Linked DNA regions of Mus musculus: region 2 is linked to region 1. A link is a contact called in public ChIA-PET data. All regions are on one chromosome and are shown on one strand. The core of a region is the stretch at or near the end of the contact, and the rest is flanking DNA. Distances in the headings are between cores, read along the strand shown. Region 1 overlaps Rptor (regulatory associated protein of MTOR, complex 1). Region 2 overlaps Rptor (regulatory associated protein of MTOR, complex 1).

Region 1 (6,382 bases), core at 1,078-3,577:
CCTGAAGCAGGGCCTCTCCAGCCCTGCTTCTTACAGTACTAAAGTTATAGGCACACACAAGCACACACAGCTTTGACTTGGGTTCTAGGGGTTTAAAATCACATCCACACTCACACAGAGAATACCTTATATACTGAGCCATCTTCCTAAATTCAATGAAGAGACCCTGTCCCAAAATAAATAAAAATATCAAGTGAAAAGTGACTAAGGAAGACATCTATACACACATCAAAATAAATAAGTGTGGGTTTGATGTTGTGTGAATTTCTTTTTTTCTTTTTTCTTTTTTTTTTTTTTTGTTTTTGTTTTGTTTTGTTTTGTTTTTTGTTTTTTGAGACAGGGTTTCTCTGTGTAGCCCTGGCTGTCCTCGAACTCAGAAATCCGCCTGCCTCTGCTTCCCAAGTGCTGGGATTAAAGGTGTGCGCCACCACTGCCCGGCATATTATGTGAATTTTATTCCAATTATTTTCAATGTCTCCATTGAATTCAACTACACAAGGAGGTCCTGATGCTATGGTGACCAACCAGGTGTGCAGGCACCTCCGTGACATGTGGATCTTTTACAAAGTGAAGTCAAATAACATGGGAAGCGTTCAGAACCATTCCCTCCGAATCACTGCACAACTCCCCCACTCAGCAAGTTCTTGTTCAGCTGGGGAATAACTTTACAGCTTTCACAGTGGCGTGCAGTGAGCATATGGGGACTCCCTTTGGCACTCTCAAACTCAGCCTTCCCTGCCTTCTGCTTCCTGACTGTCAGCAGCTCCAGTTATACCATGACACCTGTACCAGCACCATGTGACCAGGCATTCTCAAGCACAGCCGCAGGTTCCAAAGCCCACCCAAGTAATAAAGGCATAGGTGCCAGAGGCTGGGTGAGTTATAGATTCAGTCTTCAGCAAGCATGGTTTCTTTGTCAAAATCTGTCAAACAGAAACGCTGACCTCATCGGGAGGGCAGAGTGGTGAGAGAGATCCTTGGGAGGCTATGAGGAAAGGACTGAGCCCTCTTTACAAGATGAGCAGCAGAGGTGGAGAGGTGCTTGCTCTTCAGACAATACTAGAGACAGGGAGACAGCAAGCAGGATGAGGAGGGTAGGTATGAAGGAACTCTCTGGGGTAGAAAGTTTCAGAGTGGCAGCGTGTGTGTCCTAGTGTGGCTTGGGGACCACTCAGGAAGAAGGCTGGGCATCAAGGACCCTCTGGGTGCTGGGGCTGACCTGCTCAATATTATTCCCATCAGCCCTCCACTTACCGTTTGTCTGTTTGTTTGTTCCCAAACAGGGTTTCTCTGTGCAGCCCTGGCTGTCCTCAGCCCACTCTGTAGACCAGGCTAGGTTCCAACTCAAGAGATGCCCCTTGCCTTTGCCTCCCAAGTACTGGGATAAAAGGTCTACACCACCATGCCCACCCCAGCTTCAACTTCCATTTTCAGTCTGAGAAGAATGAAGCAGTAGCACTTGAAGTCAGGGTAAAGGGCTAAAGAATGTCACTGTTAAATCTGGCCAGACCAAAGCCAAGAGTCTCTCCACAGCCGCTAAGCTACCTGCCCTCTCACCAAGGCAGAGACAGCAAGGCCGAGGGCAATCCTCAGAGCCTGATGCAGCACAGCAAGGGAGGGAGAGGAGGAGCAGTGGTGGACGGCTGGAACCTACTCTGTGCACCACTCACCCTTCCCACTGCCTCTGAGAGCGAGCCTTTGACACAGGGACTGCAAATAACGCCACTTTCAAGAAAGCTGGAGTCCCACAGCACTCTAGTCACACAGCATGATACATCCTGCAGGTGAAAGCAGACGCATCTCCACAACCTACCTTTCTCTAAAGTATGTGTAAGCTTTCAAAAGAATGGGTAGTCAAGAGATGGCGACTCCTTTGTGCTCTCATTAGCTAAAATGGCAGCTTAGGTTTGCAAGTTTGGAACTGGTTTTAGATCTAAGTTCCACATCCAGAGGGCTGTTGTAACACCGTGGCCTTTGGGGACAGGGCAAGACAGGAAGTGCGTGGGCAGGGCTGACTAATAAGCCTTTCGGCTGAAGAGCATCCATCGGAATTGTCCCTGAACATGCTGCATGGAAAGGCTGTCAGGCAAGAAGAGAGGAAAGAGGAGGGGAAACAGGCTGGTACAAGATTATGGCCAGAGCAGAAAAACATGCAAAATGTTTGTCTTGGGGACAGTTGCTAACATCTGGGCAGGAAGCAGCTAAGGGAGACTATCACAACACAATGGTTAACCCCAAGACTGCCACAAGACACATCTACACCATCTTACAAATTTAATGAGATCAGGGGCAAAGCGCATCACACAAGAGTTTGAATCATGTCAGTATGAGTCATTCAGCTACAATTCTGCCCGTGGCTAGGAGCCCTCACTTGCAGTTTGTCACAGAAACACAGACAGGTGGATCATGCCCAAGCTCTGGCTCCACAGAGAATCCAGCTATTTTGGAGGAAAGAGAAGGCTGCCAGCAGAGGAAGTCAGGAGGATAGCACAGTCATGACATAGGGGCAGCCTACAAAGGAGTGACATCGATGCCATGATAGTGCTGTGTCCAGATGGGCAGTACTGTTCTATCAAAATGTGATTGTCCCAAGCTGAGAGCCACCACTACTAGTTCAAGGCAGGCTACTCCACAGTGATCTCTGAGCACCCCCACTCCACCCCTGAGCTCCACTCGCTTCTTTTCAGGTTGTCCACATGCAACTCTGACGCGCTCCCGAGTAAGGCAGAGCACACTGACTTGCACCAGTACTGGTGTGCAGCACATCCCACTGTAAATCCCATAGAGAACACTAGGGTGGGGTGAGGAGGAGCACTAGCACCATCCGTCCCACCCCGCTCCTCCCTTAGAGCAGAGCAAGCATGTAGAGCCTTCTGACACAGGAACCAGGAGCAGTCCAGAGAAGAGGCTAGTAGGACCCCAAGCCCCTCTCGAGGGCTCTGAGGGTGTAGGCAGCAGGGAAGGAGAGAGAGAGCTGGAGCAGTACTCCATGCTTGACCCCTCAGGCTTCCCAACAACCTGCAGCTAGCCTGCTTAAGGGAGGAGGCACATAGGTCCAGCCCCTGCAACCCAGAAGTACGGACGTGCACATAAACACTAGGCTCTGCAAACACCTGTGCCTAAACCCCACAGGACAAGCCTGTAAACCCAACAGAAAGAAATGTGTCTGTCCCTGGCCACGTCAGCTCTACTTCCTAGAAAGCAGCTAACAAGGCATGTGTGCAGTCCAAGTGTACAACCCGATCACAAAGCTAAGATGGCTGCTCTTCAGAGGAGGAGTGTGCCCAGGAGCCTTGCTTTGCTGGAGAGAGACCCCACTTCCCAAGTCCACTGCTTGTTGAGAAGATCTATAAAAACATGTTTCATTCGTTGACTACAAATCCACTGTGACAGATACAAGAATGCACTGCAGAGGAGCTAAGATTTAAGACCTGCTGACTGCAGCCTCGGGAAACAGGAGTGTGTGGCTCCTACTGACCACTCAGCTCCCTGAAACGCCACGGTGACTGCACAGAGCCTTTGCCATTCATTCCTGCTGGCCAAGATGAGAAAGAGCTCCTACAGTTATGTGCACTCACAGCGAAAAGCCTGTCCCCTTGCCTGGCAAACAGGCCCGTTCAGTGGTCACCTCAGCTCCCTGCCAACTGTTACAGGTGCACCAACCCTCCTTACCTCCCACAGTAAACGGTAATGACTCCCACAGAACCTACCTGGGAGCCACAGGAGAGCTGGGACCTACCCCAGCAGAGTGCCTCCCACTCCATGCTTTAGGTAAAGGAGACCTGGCGAGTGCTCCATGTCAGCTACCTCAGCTCCTAAACTTGCATCTTGTGCTAAACTGCCAGCACCTCAATCTGTCAGGCAAACTCCTAAAAGCCCAAAAGCCTTTGCTCTCAGCTCCCATAAGACTTCCTCTTGAGGCTCATCATGACATAAGAGGGCTTTACTGGTGAATTTTCAACAGAAACCACGGCTGGCATTTTCCCTTTGCTCTCCTGCAAAGCTAAAGTCTATTACCTAAAGGTAATAAGGAAAGTCTTAAATGTAACTAGGAACAGACATTCCACCAGTGCAAACCGATAAACTATCAATCAGCCAGGCAAGGAAATACGGCCTAATACAGAGTCTGGCAGCCTCTGGAAATAAAATCACAATGGCTTCTCTAAATTCTTTACTGAACCAAATTCACCTTTATCAAAGTATCTGATTTTGAATAATCACAGCTAGAAAATGAGAAAATGTGGCAGCTGGGCACAAGCAATGCAATGGGCAGCATGCCAGGCACCCTGGCTCCTTAGGGTGCAGTCAGGTCTCTGCTCCTTCTGCTGTGGAGATTAACACTGCTGTTTGTTCCCACCCACACCAATGTCCAGGCCACAGTGACTTCAGCAAACATGAACGGAATGACCTCACTGCAGACTACCCGACCTCTGTGAGTGGTGCAATAAAGCATACGGAGGAAGAGAAAACTGAATCCAGGGTCTTTCCATCAGAGGTCTTGGAATTTAATAACATCCCTATTGTTTTGTTGCAGATGGCACATCAACCTCTCTTTATTACTGCAGAAATACAAGAGCTCTGTAGAGGACAATAAAGTGGTGCATGTTTAGCTTTGCAATGTTTCAAAGGATCCTGATTTACAGTTGGGGATCACACATCTGAGCTGTTCTGTGCAAATTTCCTCTCAGCATGAAGTCTGCACCTACTAAGAGGCTCTCATGGATATCAGGCCTCCTTACTCTGCCCTCAGCCATATGAGAGTATCTAAGCAGGAAAGCGCTCTATGCACACCAAGCTCTTTACAGTAAGTACATCCCCGCATGTTCTCCAGCCAGTCAGAGGCATACTGGTGACAACTGTTACCTTAGGCTTGTTTCTAAAATGGAGACATCCCACTAATGGTTCATATCAGGAAATTCTGAGACATTTTTAGCACGTGTAAATGAATTCATCAGTTCTGGCATTCAAGAAGAAATTAGTATTTATGGCTATAGTGTGGCTTCCTGGATATGGAGAAAGATGTTTGACACACAGCTTCTCGCTAAGCTGAAGTTCCACTGTACGGGGGTAGCCAACCAGAACCCCATCTCTCACCTTATACCATCTTTTCCTAAGCATCCTATTGTCTTGAAACTGTGCTCACCTCAAACTCTTTGGTGTCTCTAACCCTTGCTATCTCTAACCAAGTCTCCCTGACCTGAAACCACTGGAAGACTGCACCCACTTTTCCAGTGTGGATCCTCTACTGCTTCTTCCTAAACGAGACTCACATTATCATTCTGTCCAGGTCATTTACTGCATGTAAATGTGACCTGCCTTAAGTCACAATGCCGTGGAACAGATTTACTCTAGGACAGAGATTTAGATTTTAAAAGAACTAGAGAGCTGGCTCAGTGGAAGACCAGAGGACTGAGGTTCCATCCCCAGCACCCACACAGCTGCTCACAACCAGGATTCAGGGAATCCACTGCCATCTTCAGGCTTCAAAGGGGACTACATGCAGGCAAAACACCCAGACACAAAAAATAGTTTCAAGAAAAAAGAAACAAGCTGGGTATGGTGGCACATTCCTTTAATATCAATAAGTGGAGGCAGAGGCAAGTGGCTCTCTCTGAGTTGGAGGCCAGCCTGGTCTACAGAGTGAGTTCCAGGACAGCCAGGGCTATACAGAGAAATCCTGTCTCAAAAGGAAAGAAAGGGAAAGGGAGAGAGGGAGGAGGAGGGGAGGGGGAGGAGGGAGAGGGGGAAAGGGGAGGGGGAAGAGGGGGAAGGGTCCTAGAAGAAGATCCTGAGGATCTGAAAGATTCTGCTCACTGTCTGCTAGTGTGCACTAGCTAACACCTAATATCATGCCAAACTATATGAATAATAACCCAAAGCAGACAGACAGACAGACAGATACACACACACACACACACACACTACACATGACTAATGTGCTGAAATCTTTAAAGTTAACCAGGAAGACCACTCCCCCACAGACTAATTCTCTAAAAGAGAACAACCATGGAGCAGCACAAGACTCACTGAGAAAGAACGTCAGAAATCTGAAGCAATCTGGTAACTTAGGTTTCTAACCTGGGACAAATGGCTGAGGTGCCTATTTTACATATCAAAGCTGACATTGGCCACCAGGTTCTCTCTACCTCCCTTAGTCTCTACCTGCTTCAGGCAGGCATACCTAGACCCCTACCCTGAACTCTCCAGCCCAGAGGCCTGGGCTGTTCTTCCCCATGTAATCCAACCATTTTGGTTATATGCCCTCTTTGTGACGTTTGGGCCTCCTGATAGCTGCACCTGGTTTCTCTCTCCCTCTCTCACCCTGCACACGGCACAGCTCAGTCTGGTGAGTCCACTGTGAACTCCCAGCTGTCCCTGACTC
Region 2 (6,382 bases), core at 2,814-5,313, 200 kb before region 1:
AACCAAACCAGATTGGGCTGTAGGCAAGTCTGTAGGTCATTTTCTTAATTAGTGGTTGATGGGAAGGCCCAGCCCACTGTGTGTGGTGCCATCCCCAGGATGGTGGTCTTGTGTTCTATAAGAAGGCAGGCCGAGTGAGCAAGGCATGAGGAGCAAACCAGCAAGCAGCACACCTCCCCCTCCATGGCCTCTGCAGCAGCTCCTGCCTCCAGGTTCCTGCCCTGTGCGAGTTCCTGTTCTGGCTTCCTTTGATGGTGAACTGGGATGTGTAAGTGTAAGTTGAATAAACCCTTTCCTCTCCAAGTTGCATTGGTGCTGTTTCATAGCAGTAATAAAAACCTAAACTAAGACACAGGGTTTGTGTATCCCAGCCTGGGTTCAAACATACTGTGTAGCTGAGGATGGTCACGTGAGCTCTGTTTTCTTGCATGGCTTATGCGTTTGTACCTTATTAAAGGCTCTATCTCACTCAAAACGGTATATTTGGGGTTTTACAGGTAGGGCTACAAATCACTCTGCTGCTTGTTGATAAGGTGTGAGCGGGGAACAAGGCTATGTCTTTGAAATGTCCCTGCTGATTGGGCTGTTTTCACACCTTTTCTGAAAAATCAATGGAACCTGCCTGTGTAGCTCCATCTCTGGGTCCTCTGTTTCACCCTATTGATCTGTGTGTCTGTCCGTGCTCCAGCTCCACTCGGATCCTGATTACTGACTTGGCCATCCTGAAATAGGATGGTGTGAGCCCTGGAGCTGTTGTTGCAACTCCATTGCTTTTCTCCCCATTTCATGCTGGTCAGTTTGTTGTGCCAAACAGTGTTCCTGGGACTTGGATGGGGCTGAACTGGTTTAAGCGTCCCCTAGGGAGGTGTCCCCTAGGGAGGTGTCCCCTAGGGAGGTGTCCCCTAGGGAGGCCCAGCTCCTGCTGCCACTGAGCATTCCCACCTGTGAACATGGCCTCTCCCATTTATTTTACAGTAACAGAATTTTCAGGATTTTTTTTTTATACCAAAGCATTTCTGTTTTGTAGTGTCATTGCAAATGCCACACTTCAATTTCTAGCTGCTCTTTACAGGGATGCAGGTGGCTCTGTAGCACACCTGTGTCCATCAAGCCTACTCAACTTGCTTTAGCAGCGGGTGTCCTTCACAAGGGAAATGAGGCTCATTTCTATCTCTAGTTTGCTGAGTTTGTCATGAATGACTGTGGGGCTGTCAGACATCTGTCTTCTTCATCCTCCTGTTCTCACTTAGGAGGCTGACTTTAATGCTGAGTGACTGATGGATGGGGTGGTCCATGTGCTTTGCCTCCTTAATACTGTGTGAAGGACTTGGGGTCCACTGGATAGCAGTCTGTTCTCTTATGACACATGGTTTTGGTATCAAAGTGGTGCTGCCTTTACACAGCATACTGAAGAGTCTACACCTCTATTTCTGTACCACACTCAATCCTTCTTCTTTAAAGCTTTGCCAGAAATGCCAATTGTGTCAGTCAGACTCCAGCTGCTGAGACCAAACCCTGACATGCACAGCACGACAGAAGAGCTGAGCCCAGGGATACTGCTCACGGCTGTCTTCTTGCACTTGGGAGGCTAAGGCAGGTGAATGCTACAAATTTGAGGGCAGCTGGAGCTACATATTGAGTTCCAGGCCAGCCGGGACTACACATGAATGGTTTATTTTGGCTCACATTGTCAGAGGTTTTGGCCCATGGTCATCCGGCTTCATCCATTGTTCCTGAGCTGTGTCGAGGCAGGGCATCATGGCAGGTAGCATGTCGTAGAACAGTGCTTCTCACATCGAGGTGGAAGAAGAGGCTGGAGATGGTGCATCTTCCTAGAGTGTGCCTCCAGAACTCACAAGGTTTTACCAACTCCCAAATTAGTGCCACTAGCTGGAAACCAAGGCTCCCAAGGGCATGAGCCTTTGGAGACGATACAATGCTAGCACAATCAAATGGTAACAACTAGTGAAACTAGCAGTTATGTTTGATAATGTAATATTTTAAACCACAAAGTTTTGTGAGTGATTGGAGGAGATGAAGGGTCTTTCTTTAAACAGCCAAGAGGACTGGAGTCAGGTGAACTGTGGTAGCTCATGGGTTAAAGGGCCCCGTCTCTGAGTTGTGTTTATGGTCGCAGTGGGGATGGTAGGCATGCTTTGCTACCCATCTCCCCTCATGTCCAGATCACACAGACTTAATTAGCACCAACATGGAAGTTTGAAATCAGAAGTGTAAGCCTTCTTGCTTTTTTATTCTTTTATGTCTTGTCTTCTGTTCTTTACATTTCCATAGGGACCCAGCATCAAACATGCCAGTTTTCAAAGAGAAAGAGCTGGAAATCTACAGATCTTTTTCAGGAACACCATCACCACCTTAACAACAGGTCTTCTGATCCACCGACATGTGATCTTGTTGTCTTTTGAGCAGGGTCTCACTAAGTAGATCGGGCTGGCCTTGAACTCACAGAGATCTACCTGTCTCTGCCTCCCTGTGTGAGATTAAAGGTGTGTTCCACCACAGCCTAGCAACCTTCTATTTAAATTGTGTGTATGTGTATTATATGAGCACACTGTCGCTGTCTTCAGACACACCAGAAGAGGGCATCGGGTCTCATTACAGATGGTTGTGAGCCACCATGTGGTTACTGGGAATTGAGCTCAGGACCTCTGGAAGAGCAGTCAGTGCTCTTAACTGCTGAGCCATCTCTCCAGCCATATATATATTCGGTTCTCTTTCTATCATGAGGTTTTGGGGCTCAAAGTCAGGCTGTCAGGTTAGTGGTGAGCACTCTTATACACTGAGCCACCTCACTGGGCCCTTCCTTACTTTCCAATTTGGTTGAAATTCCTCTTTATGCACACTCTCCACTTTTTTCCATTAGCCTCAGTATTTTAATTCATTTTTCATAAGGTCTTACTCTGTAGCCAGGGCATCTTGGGATTCACCACATGGCTAAGGTTGGCCTCAAACTCATGACAATACTCTCTGTCTGCCTCCCAATTGCTGGGATCTACAGTATGAGCCACGTGTCCTGTTGTGTGGTTTTTGTCTATTCAGTTATTCATACTCCATCTCTGTTAGCTCCAACATCTGGGCTGCCTCAGACTTGAGTCCCATTATGACTGGCTCTGTCTCTTGACAGTGCCTACCTGACAATTTTGGACTTTTTATAGTTTTTAAATGAATCCCACACTTAATGTGCAGAATGGCAGAGAGCAAGGTAAACAGCTTGGTCTCTTATGGCTGATGTGTGGAGCTGAGCTGGGCTCGCTTTATGCCCTCCCGTGGGTACCTCAGGGCTTCTGTGTTCTTCCTCCTCTGGTCAGAGGTCAGCTGCTGAGCCTCCTGCTGGGGCCAGCTGACCTGTTGGTGATCAGGAAGATCTCTGCTGCAGGCGTGGTGGCGCATGCCTTTAATCCCAGGCAGATCTGAGTTCGAGGCCAAGCCTGGTCTACAAAGTGAGTTCCAGGACAGTCAGGGCTACACAGAGAAACCCTGTCTTGAAAAACCAAAAAAAAAAAAAAAAAAAAAAAAAAAAAGGAGGATCTCTGTTGCAGAGCTGTAAGCAGGGCCTGTGCCTCAGGCTCTAAGGGTGGACTGTGTGGTGACTGTTCCCTCTCCTTTATGAGTCTGGATCAGTGACTTTTCTTTTACTCTTGAGTTTCCAGTGTCTGGAGATAGCAGCACCTGCTCCCTTTCCATGGTGGGCCTGTGAGGTGTGTCCTTGAGAAAGAGTGTGTGTGTTGGTGTCTCTGTCACAGATGCTGCTCCTCTCTGCCAGGCTCCTATCTCTGATATTGGTCTTCCTACTATGTCTTACAGGCCATGTCACATACACACACACAGGCAGTGCAGAGCAGCTGTACAAAGAGGCCCTGAGGGTGGGTCCTCTCCACTCAGTCTCTGGAGACCCATGGTTACATAAAGGAGTTCTCCCTGATGCGTCCAACCCTGTCTGACAAAGGTGCCTTCCTGTCCTTTCAGCCCTCGTGCTGCAGAGTCAAGAGCAGTCAGGACTCCACCCTACGCCACACTCACTTCTGGGGTGCAGTGACGCCTTTCCAGCTTTACCACAGCAGGACAACAGAATCAGCCTAGGGCTTCCTGCTTCTACACAGACTCAGAACTCACGCGTGAGGTGAAAGAGTGGCCTTGCAGCACCTTGAGCAAATGTAGTAAAATCAAGCTGAAGCTGTGTGTATTACGGTGACTTCATTTAGCCTCACAATTCCCATTTTCTGACTTCTTAATAATGTGCTCGGAGCCAGATTCATGGATGTGCATAATTATCCAAGAGCAGGAGCTGCACAGCACAAGTGCCTTAAGCCTTGGGTTGAGGTGCAGGGCTGTGCTCCGACACGCTGGCACTTTCTGTTCATGGTGCCCAGAGAGAAAACAGACTCTTTAATGTCTATATGGTGCCACCCAGTCTATGGATGTGGCATGTTAAATGAATGTTCTTAATTAATGTTCTGTTTTGGTTTGCAATTCTTGAGTATTATAAACAGTGTTACATGACACACCTTTGGACGAGCAACACGCACACATTTAGTGGAATGCCCTCCTCAGAAAGGCCACCGGTCTTGGGGATAGACACAGTCTGACAGCGTTGTCTGGCATCGTGGCAATTCCCTACTATAACAGCATCTTTAGATGTTTGCATTCTTCTCTCCTTTAGGAGGCAAGTTCTGGACAGAATCAGTGTTTGAAATTTGCCAACTCAGAGAAGAAAAACATTCCTATTCAAAACTAAATTCAATGTACAGGACAGGCTGTCACTAACATTGTTTTGTGGATCACACAGCAGATACTGAGCTGTGGAGTCCTGCACAGGAAGAGGGCTTCCATGGGTCCTATCGACCTGTATGCAATCTGGCCATGAGCTCTGTACACTCAGTCCTAACCATTAGGTGCTCACTGCTGTCAGTGATGGCTAATCCTGTCAACCTGATGGAATTCAAGATCTCCATGGAAACAAAGCTGTGGCATGACTAGAATGGATTATCTGGACTAGGTTAGCTGAGGTGGGAAGACCCGCCTTAGATGTAGGGATTTCAAGCCTGGGACCCTGGACTAAGGCAAAGGGGAAAGTGAGGTGAGCTCCAGCAGTCTCTGCTTTCTGACTGTGCCCCTCATTAGGCATTCTGTGGCACCGTGAGGCAATACCTGCTACACCACCGACACGTTTCCTCTCTGAAGCTGTTTTTGTTCCTTACACACCTCTGACACTCTTTACTCCTTGAGAGGCAGCCACAGCCTTACAACTTTGACTTCTCCCGTATGCAGGCCAGCAGCAGAAGGTCCTGATGCACCATTACAGCAACATGGCATGAGGGTTAAAGCGCCTTTCAAATAAGATAAAGCACGCCCTGCTTCCCCTCTGTCACTGCAGGCTGCAACCAAACAGCGCTGAGACGACGACAGGCTCGTCAGCACGGCAGGAAAACAACGTTTGCTTATTTGCTAAATGTTCCTTGTCACTTCTGTATGGGGCAATAGGCCCAGGGCAGTGGTTTTCAACCTTCCAATGCTATGACCTTTTAATACAGTTCCTCATATTGAGGTGACTCCCAGCCACAAATTTACTTTTGTTGCTACTTCCTAGCTTTAATCTTGCTGCTGTTATGAGTTATAATATAAATATCTGATATGCAGAATATCTGATATATCAGCCCCCAGGGGGTCACATGGGTTGAAAACCACTGTCCTAGGGGTTCTTCTTGGCCATTGTCTCTGCAGTGTTTGTGTCCCTGACTCCTGTGGTGGGAACTCTTACATGCCGTATGTACTGCAGGAGAGTACGGAGGCATTGGCCTATGCCGAGCTGAGGAGCCAGCACAGTACACACCGCACAGTAGATCCTTCCTAAGGATCAGGCCTAGCCATTGTCGCCAGCGTCTGAGATCTGAGGATGCTCACCCAGTGCCCTGTACTCAGCCATGGTGTGCTCACGCTAGGACAGTGCTTTGGGAACACACTGGCTTCAGTTTTAAGTCTAAGGGCCATGCATTCTGAGACCCCCGTGCCCTTCCCCGAGTCACCACACAAGGATGGCAGAGATCAAGTAATTGTCAATGTCTTCAAAGAAAGCTTCTCATTAGTGTCCCAGGGAGTCACCAATACTGACAGTCACTGCCACCACAGTGAGAGGGAAGCAGGTGGCCTGTTTCTATATTCTACATATTAACTTCCCCTGCCATAGCACAAACTGTCCTGGGAAGCCACACTGCTGGTAAACTGCTGGCCCACATGGCTCTACCCAGTGTCTGAGTGCCCCCACCCTGAGTTCTGGGCAGCTCTTGCTCACTGCACAAGTCCAGACCATGTACTTCCTGTCTTAACTGCTGTCCCAGAATCAGAAGGGCACGTTGTTCCCCTCTGT

The links. ChIA-PET counts read pairs in DNA pulled down with a chosen protein or histone mark.
Region 2: a contact with region 1 is called in an RNA polymerase II ChIA-PET map of effector CD8 T cells, with 6 read pairs. The contact joins two enhancer-like sites. A contact is called at or near these places in 2 of 484 Hi-C or Micro-C datasets (bone marrow-derived macrophages and spermatogonial stem cells), 3 of 115 datasets of contacts at active chromatin or transcription factors (bone marrow-derived macrophages, effector CD8 T cells and memory CD8 T cells) and 1 of 9 other capture datasets (embryonic stem cells).

Annotation. Positions count from the first base shown.
Region 1 is chr11:119,672,951-119,679,332 of GRCm38.p6, reverse strand. All of the region lies in intron 3 of Rptor (regulatory associated protein of MTOR, complex 1), which reads right to left. Among named protein-coding and RNA genes, the nearest start is that of Rptor, 73 kb to the right of the region's middle. Within about 2 kb of position 2,327, at least 132 of the 459 cell types and tissues checked have an H3K27ac peak or open chromatin away from gene starts, as enhancers often do. A contact at or near this core is called in effector CD8 T cells and memory CD8 T cells, where this site is marked.
Region 2 is chr11:119,874,957-119,881,338 of GRCm38.p6, reverse strand. The region is part of intron 24 of Rptor (regulatory associated protein of MTOR, complex 1); the gene reads right to left. Among named protein-coding and RNA genes, the nearest start is that of Chmp6, 36 kb to the left of the region's middle. Within about 2 kb of position 4,063, at least 16 of the 459 cell types and tissues checked have an H3K27ac peak or open chromatin away from gene starts, as enhancers often do. A contact at or near this core is called in effector CD8 T cells and memory CD8 T cells, where this site is marked.